2 separate regions of the Rattus norvegicus genome follow, and region 2 is linked to region 1. The links are chromatin contacts, called in public Hi-C maps. All regions are on one chromosome and are shown on one strand. The core of a region is the stretch at or near the end of the contact, and the rest is flanking DNA. Distances in the headings are between cores, read along the strand shown.

Region 1 (6,648 bases), core at 4,087-6,586:
TGGGGCCAAGAGAGTTGGTCTCTTTGGTTTGTGAGCTTTGGTTTATTCCTTTTTATGGTAGGAGCATCCATTTTGTATGGGTCTGAGGTTTGGTGGTCCTTTGCTAGCTGGTTTTGTTTCTTTGTTAGGGTGATAATGTGGTCTCAAATTTCAATAGTTCCTGGAAGAACTGGCTGTCTCTGTTTTAATTGCTTCACTGGGACCACAGAACTGTTTTTGGAGGATATCTTCACATTACTCATATTGGTCATCATCTTTCTTCCACAAGAGGATACTGTTTCTAGGTCCATTTTGTTTTCCTTCTGCATCAGAAGTCAAAGTTGAAAGCTGTATTATTAGTTTTCCACCCTTTCCCCTATCTATCTGTGGACTATCCCCTAAAAAATACCCCTCCCCAACAAACAAAAATGTTCACAGGTCGAATAAGCACTTCTCTGTCTGCTTGGAAAGTTGATCATTTAGAAACGAATCCAACCTCAATAAGCATGTATGGTGTTTGAGGCTGTTGGAAAATACTGTAACATGAATAGTTTTATTCTCCGACTTTTGGGACATTACATTATGGTGGGACCCTTGGAGGTCCCCCATAAATGAAGAAGACAAAGTACCCAGAGGAAAAGTGCTACTGCCGTCTCTGTAATGTCAGGAAAGGGAAGCCGACCCCATAGAAATCATTTCTGAGTTAAGAGGTTGGTGAACAGGCCTGTGTGTTTTCACAAGTAACCTGATTGGTACTGAAGTTGAATATTGTTAAGTTTTGCTTCTGTAAACAGATCTCACCGACTCACCCAAATTCTGTATTTCTTATTTTTCAGTTGATCAGAGAGAGAAACTATTACAGCATCCATTGTTTCAAACTTCCCAATTGTATGTTATTATTTTACTGAATTTGAAGGTTTAGAAAGCGTTTAAAAAATTTTTTTTGAGACTTATGGTCCAAACGCTAAGTAAGATGGGCTCAGTGATAATACGTTTCATTGGACAGCACTTTAGAATGATGGAAGCTTCTGGAAGCTAAACTTCACCCCATCCTTGCTGTGCAGTACAACCATGGCACACAGCAGAGCTGCCCTAACACCTTAAGGCTAAAGAGAACCCAGTGATCAGAGAGCCTCCTTCCAGTCTTACACATAACAAAATGATCATTCAAAAGTCTGAGGTGAAATTTTCCAAGGGCTGTAGCTTCCCTGTCTTTCATGTCCTTTCTGACTGCTCCTAGCTTCCTTACTCTGCTTTTCAGTGGCCATCGTGAGCTCTTCTGAGAGGCTCCCAGTCAGAAAACTGGAGCCAAGTCTCTGCCTGCTCGCTCATTTTATTCTACTTTCCAAGGAACAGCCGTCTGCTATTATGGCTAAGGACAGTCCCTATCCTGTTCCTAGCGTGTTAGAGAATTGTTTTTCCTCCCACCAAATGCTAATGACCCCTCAGAAGTGTGGGTGATGCCCTCAAAGTCATTAATAACTGGTTTAGGAAAAAAAATCATTAATAATTTTTTAACTGTTTGTACAAGTCATTTAGTGTGTGCTTAGCAAACATTGGTCGAATTGAATGGGCATGTAAAGAATAAGGGTTAATGGACTTGTTCTCTCTGTAAAGACTCAAGACCAGGTTGAAGGACCCTAGAGTGCTGCAAACACAGAATGTGCCTAACAGCTAGAAACCCTGAGACCAAAAGCTACCTCCCCTTCTCTTCAATCTCTGTGGCCTTATGGGTTGCTAACTTCTCTGAGCTATAATTTTCTGTAAACACCATCTACCTTACAGAAATTTTATGCGGATTAAGTTAGACAAAGTGTGTACAGAGCCTGGTCCACAGCAAGCCTTCTTTCCTGCAGTTCACAGAAGTCTGTGCAGGCCGACCACTCTGCTTTGTTTGGAAGTCGGTGAATGAAAAGCAAGCTGGGCTGCGTAGCTTCACGCACATTATCAGAATGGCAGACGTGGAGGCCTGATGAAGCCAAGGGTCGAGGTTTTTATTTCAGTGGCGTGCCACCCATGCACAGGTTGTGAATGGTGACGTTTTTCTTTTCCTTTTTTGACACATTGCTGATGCTAAGCATAGCATTTGAAAAGAAAACATACAGGTGAAGGGGGTGTTGTCCAGTGACATTTGACTGCTTTGCAAAAAAAAAAACCGCTTTCCACAGCAATATGCTTTGGAGCAATATTTAGTTAACTGATCGACCTCGGGTATTTTCCTAGAGTAAATGTTTTAAATCATGACGCCTCTGTGGCTTTGATATACACAAAGGATATTGTGAAATTCCTCCTCAAAACCATTGACAGCGTTTGTTCCCATACTGTCTTTTGAAAATACGTGGTATTCTTAAATCAATAGTCATGTCCTACTAATGTCTTACTATAATGAATTCGTAAGCTCTGAAGCATCTGTTGCACAAACTCCAAAGCTGTGTTCTTGAGACCAAAGGCTTTCAAGTTTTTTTGGGAAAATGTTAATGTTTCATGATATGAGTATTATCATACATTTTTAAAATGTCAAGCATTTGAGGCAGATCTTTAATAATGTGATTGGTGAAGACAAAATGATATAGAATGATAAAAAAAACTTTATTGAACAAAGTGTAATTGCTATTCAAATAGTTCTGTCGTACAAGGGGCATTTGCCTGTAACGGTATTTTATGCCTCTGGGGGACACAGGACATAGTGGTCGGTAAGTAGGAGCCCAGAGCATACAGTAATAAGTTCAGTAAGTTTCCCAACCTATCAATTTCTCAAGGTTGAATAGAGCCTTTGAAATGTAAAGCCCCTCCCTTTTCCCAAGCAAACACCAAGCATTGCTTTCACGGTGACTTTTGTAATAGAAGGTTCAGCCTTGGAGGGGAAGGGTGATGAGGAGGCTTCAGAAAGACAAGAGAAGAAGAGTATGTCAATCAATATGGTGACCAGGAAAAAACCTGAGCTGCAGGAACATGAGGAAGGAGAGTTATTTCCAGATGTTTTAAAGGTGGTGTCTCCAGGATATAGTGTAATTTTTGCTGAATTTGTCAGTAAAGAAAACATCAAAATGACCGAAAGAAGAGTATCATAAAGATTAACAGGATAATTTTTAAGGGGATTAGTGTGTGTTGGTGTAGAGAGCTCCTCGGAGAGTGGCCGTTTGAAGCTGGATGGGGTTGTAATTGATCAAAACAGTAATGGTTGGTGTGTTGTGTGTTTATTGTATGTTTGCATGCGTATCCATATCTACAGTTCTGTGTGCTTGGATGAACTATTGACTGACCGGATGAGAGAGGATATTAAGAGTCCACTCTTTAAAATACATATGTCTTTAGCTGCTATTGGCTCTATAAGAAGTGTGTTATGTTCTCTAACTATTACTGGCTAGTTAGCTATGAAATCTAGAGTCTCCGGTGATAACTTTTTTACAAAGAGTAAGATTGTAATATACACAATGGTCAGAGAAGGATCTGCTACTTCATACTTTCTTTTTAATAAACCAGGAAAATGATACACAATCATGCTATCAGATAATAATTTGCTACTTGGGTTTTCTAGTAAAAATTTGAGTTATCTAACATAAACAATGAGAAGAAGGCATAAGCAGTAGCCAATAAACAAAAATTCTGGTTTCTAATCATATTACAGACATATTTAAAAATTATTTGTATAAGATTATAGAATAATAATATCATACCACTATAAGACAAATGTCTAGTTTGTTCCTTTTTGGTGTTTCAATGACAAGTATTCCTTTTCAAATTACACTCTCACAGATACTTTTGAGGTTAAAATATGACACATCTATCTCACACACACACACACACACACACACACACACACACACTCACACACTCATATACACATTCACACCCATTGGTCCATCTACCATCTGTGTTGTGTTAATGTAACTAAACTTCGTTTGCATCAAACCAGGGACTTTTAAATGTCCAGGAAATGCAAATAATGGGAATAAGTCAATTATAGTGACTCCCATAATAAGTCGTTGCACTCTGTTTCAGTTAAAGACCTGTGGGTTTACAGTGATTTTCCTCATTCCCATTTCAGCGCATGTACTTTGGGCATCTCTCATTCACAAGCCCCACACATTGGCAGTTCTTGCTGATATTTGGAGCCGATTCCCTACAGATGTGTTCTCTGAATATCCAAGGCAGAAAGGATTTGATTGTTATATTGTATGTTATCTTTTCTTGATCTTACCACCCTGGCCTGTGTCGGCATTCCACAGAGCCGGAGAAGAGAGTTCAGACAGCTGACTAGAGGAAGAAGACAAAAATTCCCATTGTTTAGATTTCTGTCAGAGGATATAAGAATAGTTAATTTCTTTTATCTCTGGGGCTTTCATTATCATTTAAATTTCATTTTACATTAATTGATCAGGGATTAGTAAAGCCATTATGCAGAAATTAGAATAAGACAAGCCAGATGGAATGAATAATTCATAAAGTCCAATTACGTTTTATTTCTGGTGTACTTTCAAACTTGCCTCTGACTTCTGTGCTATTTTGATGTGACAATATTCGCTGGAAATCAAGTGTGCCATTTTAATTTATTATATCCCTCTGGAGTGGAGGCATTTGTATGCAGTGGAAGAATGTTCAGTGTTTCCCCTCAGAACATCAACTTTAGGGGTCTTGGAAATCCTTGGTGATTTAGAAAGGATGTCATATTTTATGTGTAAGTTCAGAGGTTCTAGAATGAGCTACATTGCTCCACTTGGTTCGGGCGAACTAACCCCACCCCATAATATGGAGGCTACGGTCTTAACTAGATAGATTTCCACTTTCTTGTAAGAGCTGAGACCCGACTTTAAAGGTATTTGTCCCGTTTCCTTCGCCGCAAAGAAAGAGTTAAAATATGAATTTGGCCTGCAGTTTGACTAGAAGAAGCCACCGTTGCTGCAGCGACAAGGGAGGACCACGAGGTGGCAGACGTTGCCTTCGGTGCAGAGTCAGGGTTGCCAGGGACCGCCCGGGCTTCGGAGCATCCCAGCGGGTCCAAGCCCCTCAGCCCACTCCTGGGTTCAGGCTCCCAGCGACCTGCACAGCTTGGCCTGGCAAGAATTCCGAGCTAATGGCAGTCGCGTCCACCTGTCTGGAATGTCGCTTACAACTGTGTCTGAAACCGCCTCGCTCCGCGGGTCCCGGCCCCGGCCCATTCAGAGTCACCCCCACCCCCGGGGATTTATTTATGCCACTGGACAGTTGTAGTCACATTAAAGCTCCGGTTCACCTTCTCGAGGACTTTCATCTCGGGAAGTTTTATGACACTTGGTGAATGTGCAAAGTTTTTAATTAGGCTCTCTAGACAGCCCGAGGCGGCGGCAGCGCCACTAAGTCTTCACGGTCTCTCTGCTTTACAGCACAACAAGCCGCTCTACTCCTTTGAAGACAATGCAGACTATGTGTACGATGTCATGTGGTCCCCCGTGCATCCCGCGCTCTTTGCCTGCGTGGACGGGATGGGGCGCTTGGACCTCTGGAACCTCAACAGTGACACCGAGGTGAGCAGCAGGCTCCCGGGCCCAGGGCTGGGAGGGGGCACCCGGGCCACTCTGCAGTCTGATTCTTCCTGGGGAAAAAAAGACCTGCCTTTTGTGGACAGACCCTCCAACAGCCTCTGGGCAGCGTCCATCGCCCCCACCCCCAGCCCCCAATTCTTAACTACTTGGAAGGGAACTAGCAGATGTATTGGCCAAAACTCCATTTCACTTCATTCCTAAACTGTAGCAGATCTTAGACAGTTACTGACTCTGGTTCACACACACCTTCCCCACCCCACCCACGCCCCCAAGAGCACAAATTGTGTTCACACTTTTCCCTGAGGGGAAGGACACATAGCGTTGAAATAGCTTTATTGGCAGACTTGGAAAAGTAAGATTTTCTGGGTGCCGTCTTTTTTAGATTGGATTATTGAAATGAGGTTACCCTGTCGACGCTGGCTATTCGTACCATTTCTGTTTTGACTCCATAAAATATGATTCTCTACACGACTTTCTGTTTAGATCTGCCATCCATTTGATTTTTGCTAAGGAAATATTCCTTGTCTGCGATATTGAACTCAAAGGCAGTAGTGTCTAAGTTGAAACATGTATGCAAAACTCAGTTTTTAAAATGGGATTTTTAACATGTCACATTTAAAGTCATTCACGAGTGAAAGATGCCTATTTCTTTAAAAGAAAAAAGTTGATAACAAAATGATTACTTTTAAAGTGTATTTTATTTGCTTTGCTTCTTTTCTTTCAATCCCTGGGAAGTACTGAGGGTCTAATTCAGAGCCTTAGGATTGGTGTTGTTGACAGGGAACATGTTTCATGAATATTATGTGTCCTAAAAATGGCCTCTGCATCACTTCTTGGTTTTTGGTTTGGGTACAGATATGCAGGTAAAGAGTGCATGATACAAGGTACCTGTCAAGCAAAGCCAGTCTTTTGAAGAGCTTGGGACAGGAAGTCATTCAGCCTTTTTAATTAAGGATCCTAAGGCTGGAGGACATAGAGGAGAACAGGAGACTAGGGTTTTTTTTGTTTTTTTTTTTGTGGGAGGGGACAGGGAAATTTCCTTCAGGTGGTGTTGTGCCTGGGTGCTTTTAATGGCACATATTTCTGTAGCTATCACCAGGCAAATGTATTTCCATCACAGCCATTTTTTTTTCTTTTACCTCCAAGG
Region 2 (6,277 bases), core at 895-3,394, 550 kb after region 1:
TCAAAAATCTCCCTAATTTAAATTAAGGCTATGTAACTGTTAACCAGAAGAAACATACATGTGCATAACAAATTATTTCAAATGTTACTTCTCATTTAAATGTAAAGATTCCTCAACAAACTAGACTCTACATTCTCACAGAGACAACAAATTTGGAAGATCAATAAATGACACTGCATTTACACTGTCTCCTGTGCATTCTTTTGTCTTTAGAATATTTTTCCTTAACTTCAATAGAATGTTTAAACACAATACAACTGTCAACACTAAAGAGACTACTACTCAAAATACAGGCTTTGAAGGACAGACACTACACTAAAGTTGACAAAAAGTGCTGAAAAAAATCTAGTACACTGTCAAGCTGACAGTTACTTCTAAATTCTTTTGCCATCTAGTTATTTTAAATAAATACTTGCACTAAAGGTAAGGGTTAGAATCTGGGTGGGTGCATTGGTCAGGAAGGCCTCTTAGATTCTGAGTTGGCCACTTAACGGCAAGAGTCATGGTTTGTTTTATTTATGTGAACTCTACTGCTTCAAGATTGGATGTTGAACTCTATTCAATGCAAAGCAAGTGTCTTAACTGTGTAACTTGTATATAATAATAAAGAGCATCTGAAATAAGTAGTTAGACTAAGAATCTAACCTTCCCTCACTTAGCCAATTTTACCACAAAGCTCTATTTAGATTATTAATGGGCCTGAAAACATCAGACTGGACAGATAAATTCATTACCTAAACAAAAGGTAAACTATCCCATAATATATTATAGACTCCTAACTGGGAGGAAATATATCTTCTAAATTGGTTTTTGAGGTTGCATAATATATATATATACTAATGTTCTCTTTCACTAATATTAAAACATTGCATTATCCGCAACAGACTAAATGTTCCTGGGATGTGATTCTATGCACCCTGAGACCAAGGTGGGGTAACTAAGTACAATTTTTGCCAAGTGATAATTGCTTGATGCCATATGTGCCCACGACTACCCACAATTCTCTTCCTACCACCTTCAGAAAGGCAACAGTATAACTCGCTTTTTAAAAAGGGGGTAAATATTTGGGAATTCTACTGAAAACAATTAGTCAATAAAGTAATCAATTTAAAACATGGCCAAAGGGGCCCAGCTAGCAAACAGAAGGTAACTGTTAAACTTAAGGACTTTGGTGTAAACTAAGTCATCTCAGTTTTATCAATTCCAGTTGACACTGGGCCTGTTTTTCAACTGTTCCAAACTTCCGTTTCCTTATGTGAATAATGGTAAACACATTAGTATCTACTTCTTATATTTGTGGAAATGGATTGTGGCGATACAAGTGAAGCACTTACATTCCCAAGATCATAGAGCAAACTCTTCAACATTAGCTATATATATTATCTACAATGAGACAATTAAAGCATCCCTAGTATTGAAGTTAGTTTAGAATGCAGATGTTTAAGAGTTTTATAAAGCTTGGGTTAATTCAAGTGACCGTAAATGGAGAGGAAGAGAAATTGAGGCAAAATTTGTAATAAGTATACCACACAGGACTCTACCATCATACTTCAGAGGGCTCATTCGCGCTGTCCTAAGAGTAGACAGCACTGTCTGTCTGGGGCAACAGTGGGATTCTGAAGTTTAATACCAAGGGGAGGCTGTGAAACCCAAGGAAAGCAAGAGATTGTGTAGATGCTTAGAGTCTAGGGCTGGAGTTTAAAGGCCCAACCTCGCGGCAACGAGGGCCCAGCTTCACCTGGTTCCTCCCAGCGACAAGGAACAAAACACTGGGCCGCGCCTTGAAGCGACGGCTACCGGGACTCCGAACCCGAAGCCTGGACACCCGGAGGCCGTGCCGGGATCCGCGCGGCTGGGCACAGCTCATCCCCGCAGACTCAGAGAGCAGGCCCGACGCCGCCCCACCGTAGGCCCCGGTCCCAGCGCGCGGCCTGGCGGTTACCTTCCGCGGGAAACTCCTCGAACTCGTCGTCCTCTTCCAGGAGACCCAAGTCGACAGGCTGCTTCTTCTCGGACATAGCGCAGCGCCAAGCCCCAACAACGCTCAGAGATCGACCACAAAGTTGGAAGCCTCAGTACTAGTGAGGCGCCGATACTACCAACGCCGGCGCAACCATAGAGACTAGAGGGGAAGAGCTACAGGGCAGCGCGAGGAATGCTGGGACACCGAAGGTCCTCCCAGAGCTTCCTGCGGGTGTAGCCGGTCCTCCTGTCTTGAACCAGCGAACTGTTTTGTTTTATAGTGTTCGTTCGTTTTATTATTCATGTACTTGTCTACGTGTGAAAGATTTACAATGTGTAAAATTAGTAAAGAACAATACTTAGCTTACAATCATGAACGGAAATCTAAAAAGATAAAGTAACATCAGCTAAGAGCCAGGCCCCACAACATACATTATTTCACTACTCAAACCTATTCCTTGAGCACACAGTTAAATATTTCCACATCACAGGAAACTCAGGACCAAAGGCAGGCGAAGTCACTCAATACTAGACAATCCTGACTGTGTTCCAACGTTTCCATTGTGCTGTGCCCCTTGGCCTTAGAATTGTGTGTGGTAGGGTCTCTGTGTTCTAACTAGTTGACAGGTTGATGTAAAAATTAAATGAAAAAGAAATAATGTAACGTTGTATTGTTGTTCAAAAGATATAATTTTGGTTTCTTTTTCTTTGTTTTAATTGTGGCACATGGAAAAAACAAGACAATGACAGATATAAGAAAAGCTAGTGCCTAATTTTTTTTGTCTTTTTCTTTTTCTTTTTTCTTTTCCAGAACTGAGGACTGAACCCAGGGCCTGTACTTGCTAGGCAAGCGCTCTACCACTGAGCTAAATCCCCAACCCCACTAGTTCCTAAATTAACCACATAGTAACATGTATTTGTGGAGCTTACAAACTATGCTCTATTGCATCTAAAGGAGTCTTAGATGAGGTACTTAATTTCTCTTTAGGGAAAAGTTTTCAATTAGCAATAATCGCGCCTCGGATAAACCTCATAGGCTACGATACTGCCACTGCGCAAAGCTTAATTTCTCTTTAGTATAATTTGTTTATTTGCAGCACCACAATCAAGATTATACATATAACATGCATAGTTATAGATGCAAATATAACGTTATTAGATAATATGAAAACTGAAGCAAGTCCGTAATCCCTACTACTCAGGAGACTGGAGCAGAAGGAATCCTTGGGTACAATATGAGTTTAAAATCAGCCTGGACAACTTAGTGAAACTGTGTCCCCAAACTAAAAGTAAACAGAGGGCTAGAAATATATCCCCAGTGGCTCACTACCCGGTGACAGAGAATTAAAAAAGAAATGGGAAAAATGTTTGCACCAGTCATATGTGATTTATAGATATAAATATGAATAAGGTGTGTTTTATAAAAAGATACATCATAAAGTAGAAAGTGAAACATCTTTTGTAGAAAATATTTTATTTTATACAAACACTCTTTCCTATTTCATTTCCGTTGCTATGATAAGATATCCGCCCCCCCCCCCAAAAAAAAAAGCAGCTTCAGAGAGAAAAGCTTCATTTGGCTTGCAATTCTAGATTGCACCCCATCATTGCAGGAACATCAAGGAAGAAACTTGAAGCCACTTTCACATCCACAGTCAAGAGCAGAGAACTAATATGTGGTTGCTATTTGTGTTCAGCATTGTCCAGGATCCTTTGCCTAGGGAATGGCCAGCCCACAGTGGGCAGGTCTTTCCATCTCAATGTAATCAAGACAGAGACTCATAGATATGATCATAGAATAACCCAATAGCAATTACCTCTCATTGTGACATTCTCCCCAGGTGATTCTATATCACACCCAATTGACCATTCAAACTAATCATCACAGACACAGTTCCCTGGTCAAGTGTTCATTCTTTCTAGATCTTTAAAGATTAACTCACCCTGAAGTAGAACCTGAATGCCTTAAGAAAAATGGACTCTTCTATTCAAGTGGACTCTGGATCTTTGAAGCCAACCCTAAACTGTATGGAAATTTTATTCCTATTAGGGCAACAACAGGACGCGAGATCTGCCTTATAAAAATGTTTTTTTTTCTTTTCTTTTCTTTTTTTTTTTTTCAGAGCTGGGGACCGAACCCAGGGCCTTGCGCTTGCTAGGCAAGTGCTCTACCACTGAGTTAAATCCCCAACCCCCTATAAAAATGTTTTATATTTGGGCGTTTACAATTAAAATTTAAAAAAAATATTAATACTTTGAGAATTTCATACAATGCATTTTTAAAAGTCTTTTTCACCTCATCTTCCCAACTTTGTGTCCTCTTTTGCATTTTAACAACTCACCGCCTTCAGTTTGCACTGTCTGAATTCTTCTGGATGTAGAGCCATACATTGTTAATTATGAAGAAGCCAAACCCTCAAAGAAAACTGAGTTTCCCTGCCCCGGGAGCTATCAGCTGCCCATACTTTCTCAGTCTGAAATGCTTCCACCTCCAGCTGATGCTGACGGACTGGTTTTCGTGAGGGTCTTGTGCAGGCAAACACCGCTCTAATGAGTTCAGTAAGTACAGCAATCCCGTCACGTTCAGAAGACGCTGTTTGGCTATAGTCCTCTGTGACCTCTGGATCTTCCAATTTGCTCATCTTTTCCGTAATAGTGTCTGAACCGTGGGGAGGAGGTGTGACATAGATGCCCCATTTGTGGATGAGCATCCCCTCTGACACTTGAACCAGTTTCTATGGCCAGGGATTTGCTGTCCCAGTTTAGGATTCTTAGCTAGATCAGCAATGTCAAGTATGTGTTTTCCCCTGTGAGCAGGCTTCAATCCAATCAGAAATAAGTTGGTTACTCCATAACATTTGCACCACTCTTGAACCCTGGGTACATATCTTATGACACCGTTTATTACTGAAGTTCACAGCATTTACAACTAGGTAAGACTGCTAACTGACTTCCTCCACCCAATATCTTAGATAGCACTTTCCAGTCCCGTGAAAGTAGCCAGCAAGGAGGAAGCTTCCTCTCAGTACTGAACTGATTTCTCCACACCTTGTGACCAGGGACATCTTAGTTTTATAGCTGAACTTTTTTTTTTTAAATCGATGAACCACTAATAGCATTTGAAAGTACAGGCAGCTCTCTTAAGAGAGGAAAGTGTTTGTTTTCAGAGTGTTCTTATTATGTAGCCCTACCTGGCTTATAACTCATCATGTAGACCAGACTGTACTGCAATTCACAGAGCTCCACCCGCCTTGCCTCCTAAGTGCTGGGGTTAAAGGTATGAGCCATCATGTCCAATACTCTTGATGTCCTGTTATACAGCAAATTTCTAGAAATTACTCATTACATAATAAAATTCTCAAAGAATTAATGTTTTTAAAATTAAGATGCAAAACCCCCTCTAAAATATCTTTTTGATTTTTTTTCGAGACAGGGTCTCTCTGCATAGCCATGGTTGCCCTAGAACTCATACTATAGATCAAACTGGCCTTGCATTCTTAGATCTGCCGGCCTCTGCTACCCAAGTACTGAGATTAAAGGTGTGTGCCACCCACCCTCTGGCTAAATGCAAAGAATTGAAAAGGTTAGACCTTATGCTGACTTCTTACAGTAAATAATAATAAAATAAAATAAATTCCCAAGGAGGGTTTAGAGTCAGCTTCCGTGATCAACACCCTAATACCCCTGACTCTGGCACCCAGAGTGCATTTCCTGTTTCTACAATCACCTTTTAAGGACACACCATTTCATGTTTCAGATCTTCAAGGTCTCTAGGGACCTATACACTAAAGGTTTGCTCTCAACAACCTAAAGCACTGTGGTGACGTGAGGAAAACTTAGGATCTAGTGCAGGAGTTAGGATGCATCCTTGAAGAGAACGTATGTAAGCAGCTTTACTACGCATGCTCCCTACCATGCTGTTCTGCCTCCAACCTATGCCGAAGCCAAGCAACCATAGACTAAAATCTTTAGAACCATGAGCCCCAATGAAAATTTCTCCCAATTTTAAGTTAATTTTCTCCTTTTAATTGAATTTCTCAATTATACAAAGGTCTGAAGAATACACTTCCTCTAGGTTGAATCAGACAGTATTTTTACATCGGTTGGAGGCTCTGTCACTCAGAATAACGTCCCCCCCCCCCCCCCGCCTAAACCTTTTAAGAAGCATGCATTACACACAGTAACATTTCCTTTTTCTTAAAATCGAATTCTGTCGTCTGGCATACTCTAAAATTCGACCATTGATGACTATTGAGTATATTTCTATATCGTGGCTTATGAATTATGCTGCAGTGACAACGGGGAGTCCAGCTCT

Evidence for each region. A called contact is a pair of places that touch in the nucleus more often than the background predicts.
Region 2: a Hi-C map of Schwann cells shows a contact between it and region 1, with 3 times the contacts expected there. The contact joins the promoter of Sem1 here to the enhancer-like site in region 1.

The regions. Positions count from the first base shown.
Region 1 is chr4:35,105,520-35,112,167 of GRCr8, forward strand. Dync1i1 (dynein cytoplasmic 1 intermediate chain 1) reads left to right here. Exons shown (of 17, transcript NM_019234.2): 15 at 5,343-5,483. Among named protein-coding and RNA genes, the nearest start is that of Rpl31l14, 160 kb to the right of the region's middle. Within about 2 kb of position 5,337, at least 7 of the 93 cell types and tissues checked have an H3K27ac peak or open chromatin away from gene starts, as enhancers often do. A contact at or near this core is called in Schwann cells, where this site is marked.
Region 2 is chr4:35,656,318-35,662,594 of GRCr8, forward strand. It overlaps Sem1 (SEM1 26S proteasome subunit), which reads right to left and starts at 2,145. Exons shown (of 3, transcript NM_001126090.1): 1 at 1,943-2,145. The coding sequence starts at 2,018. It also overlaps the pseudogene LOC120102776.